Regions from separate parts of the Rattus norvegicus genome. Here region 2 is linked to region 1. Evidence: chromatin contacts called from public Hi-C data. All regions are on one chromosome and are shown on one strand. Each heading gives the region's core, a stretch centred on a gene start, on an enhancer-like site or on the middle of the called end of the contact. The rest is flanking DNA. Distances are from core to core; before and after follow the strand shown.

What was found. Hi-C and Micro-C count contacts between places; a contact is called where the count stands out from the background.
Region 2: a Hi-C map of the A7r5 cell line shows a contact between it and region 1, with 1.9 times the contacts expected there. The contact joins the enhancer-like site here to the promoter of Sp3 in region 1. A contact is called at or near these places in 5 of 12 Hi-C or Micro-C datasets (the A7r5 cell line, the Rat2 cell line, liver and 1 more).

The regions. Positions count from the first base shown.
Region 1 is chr3:78,259,735-78,267,608 of GRCr8, reverse strand. Sp3 (Sp3 transcription factor) reads left to right here and starts at 3,092. Exons shown (of 7, transcript NM_001427405.1): 1 at 3,092-3,772; 2 at 4,358-4,503; 3 at 4,946-5,071. The coding sequence starts at 3,766.
Region 2 is chr3:78,320,591-78,328,464 of GRCr8, reverse strand. It overlaps LOC103691820 (a long non-coding RNA gene), which reads right to left. Exons shown (of 3, transcript XR_591544.4): 3 at 3,754-5,849. Among named protein-coding and RNA genes, the nearest start is that of Sp3, 60 kb to the right of the region's middle. Within about 2 kb of position 2,879, at least 7 of the 93 cell types and tissues checked have an H3K27ac peak or open chromatin away from gene starts, as enhancers often do. A contact at or near this core is called in the A7r5 cell line, where this site is marked.

The DNA of each region.
Region 1 (7,874 bases), core at 1,843-4,342:
ACTCTGGGTTACATGGAGAGTGAACACAGTGTCTCTGACACACTAGATAAGTACTTGACCACTGAGACAACCAGCTGGCCTCTCTACCTTTCATTTTGAGACAGTATCACTGTGTATGTAGCCCAGCATGCCTTGAGTTTGAATTCTACCTCAACCTGCTAAGTCCTGGGATTACAATGTGCTACCAACGGGGAATTTTTTTAAAGCCAAGGGTCTTGTTCATGTCTAGAAGCAATGGACAGAGGTATGTGAGCATGGCAAAGGCTCCCAAGTCTGTGTACTGCCCCCTTCTTGTTTTAGCTAGACGTCCAAATCCTTCCACCCATGGGCCTGTGGGTGTCCTCTGGCACCCAGAGCCCGAATGCCTTAACTGTCTCCCAGTTGCTCCCAGTCTCATAGTCTTCCATTTCACTCCAGTTTTCCAGTGACTAAGGCTGGAGCACTTAGTCATATGGCGTCACGGACTCTTCCTGGTCAGTCAGGACATGCTTGTTCCATTGTCTCTATAGGTACTCGTTTGTTTAAAAGGTTAAAAAGTGATTGCATAGTATTTCAGACAACACAATATGAAGTATGGTGATACCCTCCCTCCACCTAACTTAATGAAAACTTGGACATGTAAGCACAGCACTTAGGAAACACATTTAAATCTCATTTTTCTCTCACATTTATTTATTTATTGTTTGTACTTTATGCTATAGCACATGTCATGGTAAGGTGATGACTTGAGGGACGGTCCCTCCATCATGTGGATTTCTGTGACGGAAGTGCTGTCAGATTTGGCTACAAGCCCTCCTGATCTGCTAAGACATCTGGCTGGTCTTCGATTTCCTCCTTACCCGTTTAAAACTTAGCATCTTGAAGACTTACAGTGAGTTTCTTTATTAGTATCATTTCTGGTTGCTGTGATATAACACCCTGACAAAGAGCAACTTAGAGGAGAAATGTTTATTTCAGTCCTTTCTAGGAGGGAACCCAAGGAAACAGGAACTTCAGTCACATTGGACTTCAGGGCACATCAAATCCATACACAAAGAGAATGAATGCTTGCATGTTTACAACTCAGCCTATTGTCTCTGCTCTTATATGGTCCAGGACCCAAATAAATCCAGGAAATGGTGCCATCCACAGTGGGCTATGTCTTTCCACATCAGTTAACTTAATGAAGACAGTCCCTCATAGACACAGGTCAGCCTGATCCAGATAACCCCTAGAGAAGATGGTCTTCTCAGCTGATTCTAGATTGTGTTAAATTGACAATTAAGACTGACTCTAACAGTTATTATATCCATATATAGTCATAACTTGCTATGTTTTAAAACATCCTTCTGTAACTAGTTTCTTCATTCTGTATTTTAAAAGTTCTACATATTCTGAACCAACTCAGCATAGATGAAGAAAATTCAGAGCTCAAATGCCCAACTACCCAGACAGTACTGACATTTCCAGTTTGATATGGTAAGACTAATTGCTGACCATGATTCCATATAAAGTTTCTAGCTATTCAGTGAGGTACCTTATAGACCTAGCTTGATTTCCTCCTTTTCTTGGAGTTGTAGCTGATGTTATTACCAACTTTGTCCTAGTCTACTGGGGAATAGGGTGATCTGGTTTTGTTTCTTGGCCAGGAATAGCTTGTGAAATCTTGAGAGAAAACATGACAAGAAACTGGGCCAAGTCTGGGGACAGGGGAAAACAGACCTTATTGTTTTGAGATTTATTCATGATGTTCGATACTTTTAAATTTTCATTTAATGACTGTTTTGAAACATGTTAATCCATTGTCAATTATACTGTATTAGTTACTATACGTGTGTATTTATCTAAATACAGGTATTATGTTTTGCATATGAGTGCTTTGAGTGTATCTGCACTAGTTAAGAAAAAGGTATTCTTTCAAGAGACCATTTTGCTTTTGGTCATCTTAAGATAGGCTGTAACATTGACTCAACCCTGGTTGAAGTCTACTGAATCTTACCTTAGTGGTGAGTGATACTTTTGCTAATATGCATTCCTTAAGAGCTTTGCCTCAAAATAGTTTGAGTTATCTGCTTTTTGGCCCAAAAGCATTATTCTTGCTTGCATGCCACAAGAGAAAGAGAACATGTGTCATTGTCAGTATTAAAAAAATACCAGGAAATAGTTGGGGGAGAATTCCAGCACACAGGAGGCAGAGGCAGTGGCAGGTAGATTTCCTGTGGTTCCAGGCTAGCCTGGTCTACAAATCAAGTTTCAGGATAAACAAGGCTACACATGAAACCTTGTTTTTAAAAACAAACCAACCAACCACCCTCCCAAAAGTCCAAAAAGTCCTCTGAAACTGAGATGCATGCCCTCCCCACCCAGTGATTTTTTTTTAAGGTAGCGCATATTAAGCTAGTTTAAATGCTTCAATTTGCACAACATTATACAAAACATAATTACAATAATTGGGTCGTTTATTCTTGCTTGAGATAGATTTCTAATAAAAGTATTAAGGAAAGTGTTTCCTCCTCTTAAATTCAACCTTTTTAAAGTAGAAGTATCTAGAGGTAATAGACAATGTTCTCTTGTTTGCAGAACATTTTTTTCTCCTGAATGACTGCAAGACATTAAGGATGTGAAAGGAAGGAGTGTTAACCTAAATCACTAAGTAAAGAAAATGTACCTAAGCACTCCCAGGGGAAGGATACTTGGGGTGAGATTTACCATTTTAATAAATGTTGGCATTGTTGACTTATTTTCTTAGGTTAAGAAGCAGGGAGTTTGTGTGTGCAGCAAACTAATTTTAAAGGGTGGCTGTGCCTGACTGAATAAAATATAACTAAGCTTGCTTTGATATCACTGGCCAGAATTAAAACCTTTTTTCCTTATGAAGAGACTTGAGACTTTTTGCTGTCAGTGACTGTCTTCAGGGTCCACAGAAGTAGATGGTTGGTAACCAAGGGCTAAGGGTGGGGAGGATGAGGTGGGATGGGAAGGCGATGTATCCGAGTATGCGACCAAGAGCTGAATGTGTGTGAAAAAGTCCTCCTCCAGCCTCGGAGGGGGTGTCTCCCCCAATACCAGCTCCCTCCCCCAGGGCTCATGGGGCGGGTCCGGTTTGCTCAGTAGCAGCGGCAGCCTTGGGGCTGAGCGGTGGTGGCCTCCTGGCAGCGCTGGCAAGAACCAGCTTCGAGAGCCCATGCCCTGGGGAGATCCAGTCCAGGCGGCTGCCAGGATGGAGGAAACGTCGAGTGGAGTCGGAGCCACCGGGGACGGACTTCCTCCCCAGTTCAGCTCCCCGACAGCTTGGCAAGGCCTGCACGAAGGGCCAACGAGTGGAAGAGGCTTGCGCCTCGGGCCTGGCAGCCGTAGCCGAGGAACGAGGCTGGCACACCGGGGTAACGCGCGAGCCGGGGCCGTTCTCAGGAACCTACGGCGCCACGGCCGCTCATTGTCTCTCCCCTTCAACCCGGGGGCAAACAGGAAGCCCGCCGCCTGGCCAAGCGACGGACAGGCGTCCGGACCAATGAACACAGCTGACGGAGAGCCCAGCGGCAAATGAGCGCCGGGAAGAGGGGCGGAACTTCCGGGCGGGCTGTCACCCTCTTCCCCCCTTTTGGGCTGGAGGCTCCACCTTTTGTGTTTCCCGCACAGTCAATCAAAATAGGAAAAAAAAAAATCCCCGGACCGCTCCGGCCGTGTCCGCCGCCGCTTCCCGCATCCTCTCCCGCCGCCGCCGCCTTCGCTTCTCACCATGTGTAAGGCGGCGGGGAGCCCCGCCTGAGGTGTCCTAAACACACTATGACCGGTACGTAAAGCCGAGAGAGAGCAACCCTTGCTGCCTCCGCCGCCGCCACTGCCGCCCACAGCCAGCCCGGGGCCGCCACCGCCGGCTCCCGGCCCCGAGTGCGCGACCGAGTGTCTGTGGAGGCAGAAAGCCGCACTCCCCTCCGCCTCCCTTCCCTCCCCGCCAGCCAGCGTCCAGCCCTCCAGCGCCAGCGCCGAGTGCCCGCCGGGCTCGGGGCGGGCGGCCCAGTCCGCCGGGAGCGCATCCCCCTGTGTGCGGGCGCGGGCGGCGGGCGGGCGTGTGTGAGTGACTGACGGTGCGAGAGGAGCGAGCGCCGCGGAGGGAAAGGGGAGGAGAGGAGAGGAGAGAGGAGAGGGGGCAGGGGCAGCGCGGGGAGGAGGAGGAGGGAACGAGGAGGAGGAGGGTTACAGCCGCGGCGGGCGGGGGCAGCAGGAGGGGAGGAGGGAGCGCGCCGCCGCGGCCGCGGCCGGGGGGAGGGGAAGGGGCCGGGGCCGGCTGGCGCTAATGTGGCCGCGGCCCGCGGGCCCCCTCCCTCCCCGCACCCGCCTTCCTCCCCGCCCCACCCCCCCCGCGCTGTGCCTGCAGCTCCCGAAAAGCCCGTGAAACAAGAGGAAATGGCTGCCTTGGACGTGGACAGCGGCGGCGGCGGCGGCGGCCACGGCGAGTATCTGCAGCAACAGCAGCAGCAGCAGCAGCACGGAAACGGCGCGGCGGCGGCGGCGGCGGCCCAGGTGAGGAGCGGCTGAGCGCGGCCCGGCTCCCCGCGCGCCGCTTTCTCCTCCCCTCGCCCTCCCTTCCTCTCTCTCTCCCTCCCTCCCTCCCTCGCGCGCCCGCCCCTCCCCCGCCCCGGGAGCTGCCCGCCCGAGGCGCCAACGCTCCGACCCCGCCCGCGCGCCCCCGCCCGCCGCCTTTTTTGTGCGTGTGTGAGTGTGCAAGTGTGCGCGCCCTCCCGGGTGGGATCCGGGCGGAGGGAAGGCCGGGCGCGCAGCCGTCCGCCGCGGGCCGCCGAGCGGGCCGAGCGCAGGGAGAGGCGCCGCCGACCCGGAGGAGGAGAGCGCGGGCCCGGCCGGCGAGGCCAGGCGCGGAGCGAGCCGTACTTCCTGTGCGAGCGGGCCCGGCCCTAACCGCCACCCCCTCCCTGTCTCCCTCTCTGAACCCGCCCATCGCGGGTAGGACACTCAGCCGTCACCGCTCGCTCTGCTGGCCGCTACCTGCAGCAAGATAGGGCCGCCATCGCCGGGCGACGACGAGGAGGAGGCGGCCGCCGCCGCCGGGGTCCCCGCCGCCGCCGCCGGAGCGGTAAGTCCCGCGCGCGCGGCCCGCCCCCGCCGAGGCCCCGCGCCCGCCATCCCGGGCCTGCGGCGCGCCCGCCCGCCAACCCAAGGCCTCCCGCCGCCGCGGGGCCGCCACGCGCGGGCTGTCCGGCCCCGCCGCGCTTTCCTGCCAGCTCGCGTCCCGGGTGGGAACCCAGGCCGGCCCGCGCTTTCCGGAGATTGTCACTGCGGCATCGCGCGCAAAATTCCTCACAAAATGAAGTCTGAGGCGGCGGTAGTGTGGTGTGGGGTGGGGGTGGGCATAGGACTCCAAAATGGATGTTTAAGTAATTTGTATCAGGACTTGAAAACTCATTCGCTTTCTGCACTACATTTGCAAGCACAGCCTATCGGCCATTGATAGTATCACCTACCGAGGCAGTGGCTCTAGTTTCTAGAGTTTCAGAATCTGGAGCAAGTTTCCAGATCTTGAGTAATTTAGGCAGAAGATCATTTAAGGAGCATGTTCTTTTATACGCAGGGTCGAACATTTTTATTACTGTGTCTTTTTCTAACCTGATCATTTATAATTGTTGGCTTTTTGCAGACTACTCCAACTTTGCACTAGTGTTTTTCTGAGGGTTAAGTGAGACAGTTGGCTATTGAAATTTAGGAGTGAGTAATAACTTCGGCCTTTGAAGGTTTCAGGACTATCAATCTTAAAAAGTAGATGAAGTTATTTTGTTTACATGCATGTTAGTACACTCCATACTTGAGCTTAGTTGGCAACACTTCATTTTTATTACAACTAGTCTGATAAGGATGTGTTGGGATTCTTTTGTAAGTTTTAGAATGTCTAGGATGTGCAGAGGAGCTGGAAGTCTTATGTGAAGACTCAGTGTAAAATTAGGTGCTGTAGAAAAATGTGAATTTTACATCTGTGTGGACCTTTGCTGCGAAAAGGTGTGTTCACCTGTTAAGATAGTTAAAACACTTCTCAAGACTAAGTTTTTAAGAGTTGGTTTATAGCAGTCGATTTATGTAGTGGCAGTTCAGTTGTTATTGTTAGAAAAGTTAGCAGTTATATACTAGTCATTCAGCGTTAATCGTTACACAATATTATTAGTAAATGGATAATTTTAGTCTGAAATTATAGTATGGGCAGTGGGAATGTTTAATGTCTTGTATTTTTTCAAGCAGATTAAAATATCAAAAGCCAAAGTCTGTTTGGGAAACATTCAAACAAACTTAGGCAGATTAGTAAACTTTAAAGTTATATTTCCCTAGTCCCAAAGAGCTAAAATAAGTTTATTGTTTACTTTAATAAACTACCTCAGAAGTAAAATTGAAAAATAAATTACAGTAAAATTTCTCGTGTGACTATCAAAGTTTAGGAGTGTGCTTACAGATGGGAGGGAGAGGGGTGACAGAAAGCTTAGGGTGAGGACCTTGTGCTTAGATCACCACAGGGATCCAGACCTGTATGTGTCATGTCCTCAGGCTTCTTTAGGCATCTCTCAACTTTCCTCAGTACTAAGAACATCCATTTCCTGCCTGATGAGCGCGGACAGTCTGAATTTATTCGTAAAAGTAATAATATGAAAGTACAGTTTGCTAGAGAAGCCCCTAAACTTAGATTTTGTGCATGTTTATTGCCTGATAAATCTGAGTTCTTCCAAATTTCTCACTATGAGCAAAGTTGAAATAAACTGAGCTGAAAGTTGAATAAGGTGAAAAACATGAGAGCAGTCTTTGTGTGAACACTAATGGGAAAAAAATTAATTTCCAGCTTCAAAGTGATTTAAAGTTTTTCAGAATGTCTAAAAATGAATTCAGATGAATTTATTAGGATATTTTCAACATTTAAGACTATATTTCAATATATTTTAAGTACTCACAAATTACTGGCAATTACTGTTATTGGAGTGTCTTGTTGTGGACCGTTTTTAGATGTACAGCGAGCAGGGAATCTAGTGTTAGTTACATTACCTTTCACCTGGTTTCCCCAGTGCTATCTATTGTGGCACAGTTTTCAAGTCTGTGTATCACTAACATTAGGAGCTACAGATTTTGAGTTTTGTCAGTTTTTCCATTAATGTTTATTTTCTGATCTAGGCTCTAGTTCAAGATAGTTAAAGTGTTCTGTCAAGTGCAGAAGTTCAGCCTAATGGCAATTTAGCTTGGTATGTCAAGATGATAAGTACCTTGAGAAGCAGTGTTCACTAGAGAATTGTTTTACCATTCGAGTTTAGAACTTGTAATAGAGAGGATCCTAGCCAAGGGTGTCCAGGGCTAAAACTTGAGACAGTCCCAGTGGTTTCATCTATGATGACCTATAATATGGGCATCCAAAGATGATACAGCAAAGTTCCTTTGTATTTTATTATTAGGAGATGAGATCTCTATGTATATTGTCCAAATTACAGTCATGACCTTGTGGATACTTTATTTTATTTGTGCTTTTGGGCAATAAACTATACAAAAAATATTATAAGAATCACCCATTTAAGTTATAAATTCAATGCCCATTAGTTTTGCAGGTAAATGTTGGCACATTTAAAAAGTGAATACTTTCATTTCAAGAGAGGGAGCTTTACCATTAAGACCTTACAGGGCTAGGATGTAAGTAACAGTGACAGACAGTGCTTACCTAGCGTTTGCAAAGCCTTGGTTTCCATTCCACCCCTACATACTGACTGGGGGTAGGGAAGCCCGTACAGTGCCATTGCCGTCTGAGTTGTGATGAAATTTTATTGAGTGTCTGCACCAGAATGTGTGTGCCTCCACCTTAGTTTCACACTTGTTCTGGTCTTCAGTTACACCCTTCTGGCCATTAATAAAGCCATTAA
Region 2 (7,874 bases), core at 1,630-4,129, 61 kb before region 1:
AGGGGATATTATCCTTGTGTATTGATCATCCCAGCTCCTTGTCTCGTGATCACCCCAGGACAGCCTTGGGTGTTTGTTTATTTCATTCTCTCTCCACTGCCGTTGCTCCAAGTTCATCAGAATTCACACCTGAAGGCCTGTTGCCCATTGGCGAGACTCTAACATTGCCTGTTCTCCTCCCCACGGCCCCCATGAAGGGGGGATAGAAATGGCAGCAGGCATCTGAAGCACTTACTTCTGCTCTCCATCTTCAGATCTATTCAGTGGCTGACATTCCGAACGAGCACGAGGCATGGAGACCTTTATCTGGCACTTCAAGAACGAGGGCAAGTTTAGCACCACCGCCTTGTGAGACAATGGCAAGTTAAACCTTGAGAGGGGAAGCCAGGCCATTAGCACAGGCTAGGAAGCAGCCTTTTCTGCCATCTCTCCAAACCCACTCTCTCGAGCATGTCTGTGGACTCTCGCTTACACCCATCCATTGGGTCCTTGAAAGGTCAAGGCCAATTGCAAAAGCACCCATTCCACAAGATTCCTAATTTATGTTGGGCACTAACTATAAAGCTCCTGTGGCCCCCATCTTTCTTCGCAGTGGTAAAGAGTAGGTCGCATGACTGTCAGATGTGACACTTGATCAAAACCCATCTTCTTTAACAAACCCGTAACTCCCAGCATTGAGTCACCAAGGCCGAGGGATGAGCCAGGGAGCCAGCTGGGGGGACATGTACTTTGATTAGGATGATACGACTTCCTTTTATTTCACTTTCATTTGTTATAGAATTCAGACTCCATCCCCTTTTTGATTTGACAACAGCACGTTTCAAAAGGAGTTGACACCAAGTTGGGGAAAATGGGACTCGTTCTCTCTCTAGCTGGGAGGAGACCATAAAGCCTCTGAATCTGTTCAGTAATGATCACCAGGCCTTCCGACCTTCCTGTCAGCACGCTCACAGGAGCACTGTCAGACTAAAGCACAATCCAGACATCATCAGGTCTTTTCCTAAGTGGGGTCTAAATACTCCTAATCTCTGGGCCCCAGAAAAGACCTCCTCCTCTCTGCCTCCTTCCTTGGGTCTTTCCTCTGAGTCTGCAATCCTCAAATGAGTTCTTTTGCTAGATTTCTGGGCAGATCATTTACTTCCCTTCCACACAGTCTTTAGAGCCTCCTGGGGACCCAACAGTTGCACATTTCTGCTGTATGGGCCACAGTGATTCTCATGACCTAATTAGGATGTTGTTTTCAAATTGCTTAATTATTAGTTAAATTAGATCATTTACTTGAGGTATGTATCCTAAGAGAAGAAATATATTTCTGCTTTAAAAAAAAATCTGGGGGCTGGAGAGATGGCTCAGTGGTGAAGAGCACTGATTGCTCTTCCAGAGACCATGAGTTCAAATCCCAGCAACCACATGGTGGTTCACAACCATCTGTAATGGGATCTGATGCCCTCTTCTGGTGTGTCTGATGACAGCAACAATATACTCATATATGTGAAATAAATAAATCTTAAAAATAATCTGGGGGTTGGGGATTTAGCTCAGTGGTTGCCTAGCAAGTGCAAGTCCCTGGGTTCGGTCCCCAGCTCCGAAAAAAAAGGAAAAGAATAATCTGGTCTTCAAATAAAACACAACAATAGCAGCACAGGACAGAATGGGACATTCTAAGGCTCACCAGAACGTTCATCTAGTAAACCTGAGCAGATGCCACATCCTTAGGTCAGACACTCAGCTCTAACAATGTACAAAATGTACCTTTCCCTGCAAGGGACTTGCAGTCTAGTCAGGGCTGGCCAACAGTTTCAACATTTATAAATTTGGCTTTTAAAAAAAAGTAGAAACGAAACCTGTGGTGTGAGCCGTCCTACCCCAGCCCTCTCCATGTTGCTGTTACAAGTTCACTATCGCACCAAGCTGCTGAATTTGGCTTCCAAACGTCTCGCACCTCTGAACTTCATTCATCCCCCCTTTTCAGTCTCCTGCGTATTGTATCTGGACCCTCAAGTGCTCCATGACAAGGGTTCGAGAAGATATAAATGTATAGTCTTTGTCCTTTGATAACTAGTTCATAGTCCCAATACATTAAGCAAAGCTCTGAACAGAAGGAAGTCTTCAGACAAAAGCCTGAGGATACCAGAGAGGCTGATCCTTCCGTCTGGACCACAGACCAAACTAGGTTGGAAATGGGAGAGGGTGCTGAGACCAGGGAGGGAAGAGTTATGCCAGGCGTGGCTTTAATGTTTCTAGCAAGAAGCTTTCTCTGTGGTCCTGCGGGGACAGTCTCCAGCCGCCATCTGCGCTGGCAGGAAGGCGAGCATCCGCTGGAGATGCTGTCAGCACATGGTGGGACAGAGCAGAGGTCTCAGGGTGTTACAGTAATAGGAGTAATGTCACTCAGTTGTCACTCGGGGGCACAAACCCAAGTGCAGAATTCAGTTACCACAGAAGCTTAGACAGGCGTTTGGTTCTCTATGATGATAGTCGTCGAGACTCCATGATGAAAAGCATCCTCATGGTAAGCACGGAGAGACTACTGCAAAAGAGCAGACCCATGCGTTCTCTCATCAGATAATCCAGCCGCCATCGTGGACTCCCCCCTTTATCTCTCGGTGTTGTTTCCTGTAGCATTTAAAAACAGACCTCAGACGTTGTAGGTCATCGTTAAATATTTTCACACACACTCTTCTAAAAATATTTTATTTTAAAATTATACATGTGTCTGTGTATCTCTCTGTGTGTGTGTACGTGAGCACATATAGGCACCCGTGAAGGTGTCCGGTCTCCTGGAGCGGGAGTTACAAGTGGTTATGAGACACTTAACGCATATTTTGGAAACCAAAATCTGGTCCTCTAGAAGAGCAGCAAGTGCTTAGCCACTGAGTCATCTCCAGCCCTACACATGTGCCTTTTCAAAAGCCTTTTTCTGTACGATCTTAACAGTGTCATCACACACACCAACTTAATGATCTCGAAATATTTTTAATATACTGTCCTAATTTTAAATTTCCTGATCATCTCAAAATATCTTCCCACAGTTGGTTTAAATTAGGATCCAAAAAAGGTTTCCATATTGCACGTGTCTGCTTTGTCTCCAGCCCCTTGATCAGTCGGATGGCAGCATTAACCAAGTGGCTGCTCTCACCCGCCCATCACCCTCTGTCCTGAGTTTCAGCGCCAGGCCCCTCCCAGTAATCCACAAAGCCAGATCCAGAACAGCCGGACCCGAGGGAGTGAGCTTTGGCATGGAACTCAAAACTCCTGGATTTTCAAGGTCCAGGCAAGAAACCATAAAATCTGGGAAATAAAACAAACAAAACAAAATAACTTGGGAAGTAGGTTCTGTTCCTGGACTTCCACCAGGCCAGAGGAGAGAAAGGGGGAGGGGCCACCTGATAGGCTGAGCTCTGTGTAGGTGTGGACTCCTTGGTTTCTCCGGAGGAAGGACGTTTGTGGTTTGTGAGGCGGAACTGGGAAGTCTTGTTCCTTAGGATTTCCTTCTGAGCTTGGTCCCTGGACAACGGGAAGGATCACCCATCTGTCCTAGTTTCGTTTCTCTTGCTGACAAATTTCCTGACAAAATCAACTTAGGGGAGAAAGGGTTTGTTTTAAGATCACAAGTCCAGGTTATAGTCCATCGTAGCCGGAAGTCAAGGTGAAAACACAGAGTCACAATAGTGACAGAGAGGAACAAATGCAAGCATGTTTCCTGTTCGCTTAGCTTAGCTATTAGCTTCTAGTCATTTATTTTTCTTAAGGTTTTGTGTGTGTGTGTGTGTGTGTGTGTGTGTGTGTGTGAGAGAGAGAGAGAGAGAGAGAGAGAGAGAGAGAGAGAGATTAAGGTCTTGCTATGCAGTCCTGGTTGGCTGGAAACTAGCCTCACCAACAAGGCTAGCCTCGAATTCACAGAGATCTGCATGCATCTGCTTGCCACGTGCTGAGATTAAAGGCCTATGGCATAATGCCTGGATGAAAATCCATAATATTTTTTTTTTGTTCTTTTTTTTGGAGCTGGGGACCGAACCCAGGGCCTTGTGCTTCCTAGGCAAGCGCTCTATCACTGAGCTAAATCCCCAACCCCGAAAATTCATAATATTTTTAATTTTGTATATATGTTTGGGTATGTGCACATAGGTGCCCTCAGAAGACAGAAGAAGGAAGTGGGTCCCTTGGAGCTGGAATTTCAGCTAGTTGTGAATCTGCTGCTGGGTGCTGGGAACCGAACCCTGGTCCTCAGCTAGAGCAGCATATAGTTGTAACCTCTGAGCATCTCCCCAGCTCTTGACACAGTCACACAGTTCAAGACCCAGACCATGAAATACTGCTGCCCTCATTCGGAGTGGACCTTCCTACTTCACTGAACTAATTGAGACATCCCACTCCTAACCAGTGGATATGCCCACAGGTCAACCAGAGGGAGGGGGCACTCCCTCATTGAGACTCTCTTCCCAGGTAACTAGTCAAAGTTACCCATCACACACCTCTATCTAGAGAACTCTGAAGTCAGACCCCATGAGGCTAGCGAATCCCCTTTGTATGTGTGTGTTGCAGGGGAGAGGTGAATGGAGCGCTGGCTACCTAAAAGGTGACTGGTTCTAGGAGGAACCGTCTTGTACCAGCTCAGAAGGGGACCAGCCCTGTGTGTGACCCTCTCTGCAGCTGGATAGGTATTCACAGGCATACTTTTCCAAGCTCGCTCTGAAAGTGGACCATGTGCTCAGCTTGTCATCATCCCCACCCCAACCTCCCCCCATGCTGGAAATTTCCATCAAAAGAATTGCACTTCTTATGTAGAAGATACAGAGCCTAAGCTTTGTCCCCTATTCTGTATTCAGGCTGACACAAGCCCCTGGACTCCCTGTACCAGAACTAGCTATGCTCGGGTGAGCCCCTGTTCCCTGGGGGTAGAGTGGAGAGAGAGAGAGAGAGAGAGAGAGAGAGAGAGAGAGAGAGAGAGAGAGAGAGAGAGAGAGAGAGCGCCAACCCGGGATGGACAGCTGAGTTCTTGGGCTCCTCTCCATAACCCGGTAGGTCTCCGTCTTGTGTCTGCATGGAAAATTGTTCCCGAGGATCAATCACATTTAGTCTTTGGCTCTGGTCTTCACTTGATGGGCGTTGGTGGCAGCGGTACCGGAAAACTGTGCTCTTGGGAAGATATCCCAGGGGACTCTAAGACGCTGGCCGCAGGGAGGTGTGGGGATGCTGGGAATGTTCTGGGGGGCTGGCCTCCACATGGAGCCTGCAGATCTTGGCAGCTAGCGATCTGGCCTGCATCTGATCAATTTTATCAGCAAGGCATTCAGAAAATTTCTCCACCAGAGAACATGTTGACCCTCTGAAGAAGGGAATTCGGTGCGGGTTGCCTGTTTGAAGACACTCTGGGTTTTGATGAGGCTTGTGAGGAGACCCCAGATAAGCCTCAGAACGCGAGCCAAGCAGGCGGAGAAGCAGCTCCTCTGCCGAGTCTCCGAATCTTCCACAGCCTTCCATTTTACGTGTTTACCGATTCCGAAAGCAGATCCAGCTGTTGGGAGGAATTGCTTCCAGATGACATTATGGGAAAGGAAAACACGTATTATAAAAGAGCTGCAGAATAAAAACCAGAACATGTACGCTCTGCGGGCCAAGGTTTCATATGGACCATTTCCTGGTGTTGCGCAATAGGCCAGCTCCAGGGAGATGTTGTAAGAAAGAACAGTGCGAAGAGGCAGGCTCCAGTAGTCAGTCAGGCCAGAGTGCCTCTGGACTTGACCCAATTTGGTGATGGGTTGGGATGGGGTTCGTTTGACTTTGTGGGGCTGTCATCCTGTTCTCAAAACTTGCATCCCACCTTTTCCGAGGTCCCTAAGAAAGCCCTAGGAAAAAAAGTCAGTGCAGAATTACCATTGAAAAGCAAGGACATTTTGCTTCTGAAAGTGAGAGGCGTGTCTTCGTCTACCCCTCCCCCCCGCACAGAATCTGCTGTGGTGGCTTTCTTAAAGATTTTAGAAGCTCTCTAACGAGCTGGAATTAAAGTGTCCCTTTTACTAATTCCGTTTTACAGGTCACTGGATAAACCTTCTTAGAGTGGTTTGGAAGAGGATTAGGACGTTTGTGTCTCTTCCAAGTTGACTTTCCAGGCAGGGTCAGTCAGCAGCTGGAGGCTCCACTGGCCCGAGGCCAGAACTCTGAGAGGCTGCAAGTTTTTAAGGCCTAGTGAGCACACTGGAACTGGTCGATCATTTTAAAATGGAAATGCTTAAATGTAGGACATAGCCTCTCTCAAAGCTGCAGTTCCAGAGAGACCTCAGAAAGCCCAGCACCCCAGTTCCCAACGAGAATAGAAACCACCATAACCAGATAGTTACTTTTGCTACCTCAGCCTTGAGCAGTGGTCATAACCCTTAGTAGGGTACAGTGGGCTTTAGAAGTGATCCAGTTGCCTTAAAAATGGAGACAGGGACTCAGACAGCCACCATAACCATTAGCTTAGGTGCTCTGTATGTAGAAATTGAAGCTAGTCTTTGTTTAAGAGCACTGGTTGTTCTCACATGAGATCGCAGGTTCGATTCCCAGCACCCACATGGTGACTCGCCACAGTCTGTAACTCACGTTCCACATGGCGACCTCACAACTATTCATAGCTCTGGTTCCAGGGGGTCTGGTTCCCTCTTCTGACCTCCCCAGGCACCAAGCAGGCTTGTGCATGGTGCTCAGACATGCGTGCAAGCAAAACACACAAAATAAATAAGTTTAAAAATAAAATTAAAAAAAAAGTTAAAATGAAAGAAACAAGAAAAAGTCGGAAGGAAAGAAATTGAAGCCAGGCATGGTGGTGCATTGCTTGTAATCCCAGCACCAGAGAGTGAGGCAGGAGAATCATTCATGTGAGTCCATCCGTGGCTACATAGCATGACTCCATCCAAAAAAATTTTTTTTCATTCTCACTAGTCACATTTCATGTACCACATGCAGCTAGTGACAACCGTATGAGACAGCACAAATTCTCTCTCTCTCTCTCTCTCTCTCTCTCTCTCTCTCTCTCTCTCCTTCTCTCTCTCTCTCTCTGTTTCACAGCTCTTTATGGCATGCCATGACAGTGAACAAACTATTCGATATCTCTGCCCTCCTGAGGTTTATGTTCTCTGGAGGAAGAAAAGAATTAAAGGAGAGTAGACAGTCATAATAGCGAGGTCTTCTGCTAACAGTTGCGGTCCAGGCTAGGGACTAATGGCAAACTCCAAGTAATTGAGACGTTCATAATGGGGGAATCGCCAAGAGCAGCGCTCAAGGAAAACGTGAGGAAACCAAGAAATAGTGGTGTGCTCAGTTGTTCTCCAACCCTGATGAGACAAAAGCAGGGATGATTAGAGCTGGGGGACAAAGCTGACCCCCAGGACTATGGTTTCCATTAGAGGCATGGTGACCTAGGGGCATGCCACTGGATAAGAAGCCTATGGACTCCACAAACACTCTCATCCCTTCCCATTGCTCCTCTTCCTGCCTTCCACTTGCCAAGCCCCAGGGGAGCCAGAAGCCGGGTGAAGAGTAGTGAACCCAGAGGAACAGAGGATCTGACACAGACCTCCAGCCTAGGAGAAGGGAAGGGTGTCAGTAGCAAACAGCAAACTAAGAGACACAGCGTCAGCTGAGGGGGCAAGGCAGGGGACAAACAAGAATGTGTTTGGTGTCTTTCCTCTCTCCTTCTGCTCTTTCCTTGTCCTGCTTGTCAATGAATGGTCGAGTGCCCTCCACCCTGTCTTGTGTTTCTCTGTGCTTCCTCTGTATTCTCCCTGGGTACCCTCCAAGTCCCTGGGAGCCAAAGCAAACCAGGGCAGCCCTGTGTGACCATCAGGGGTTCTCTGTGCTGTTTACCTCACAGGGTTGCGGCAACCTCACAG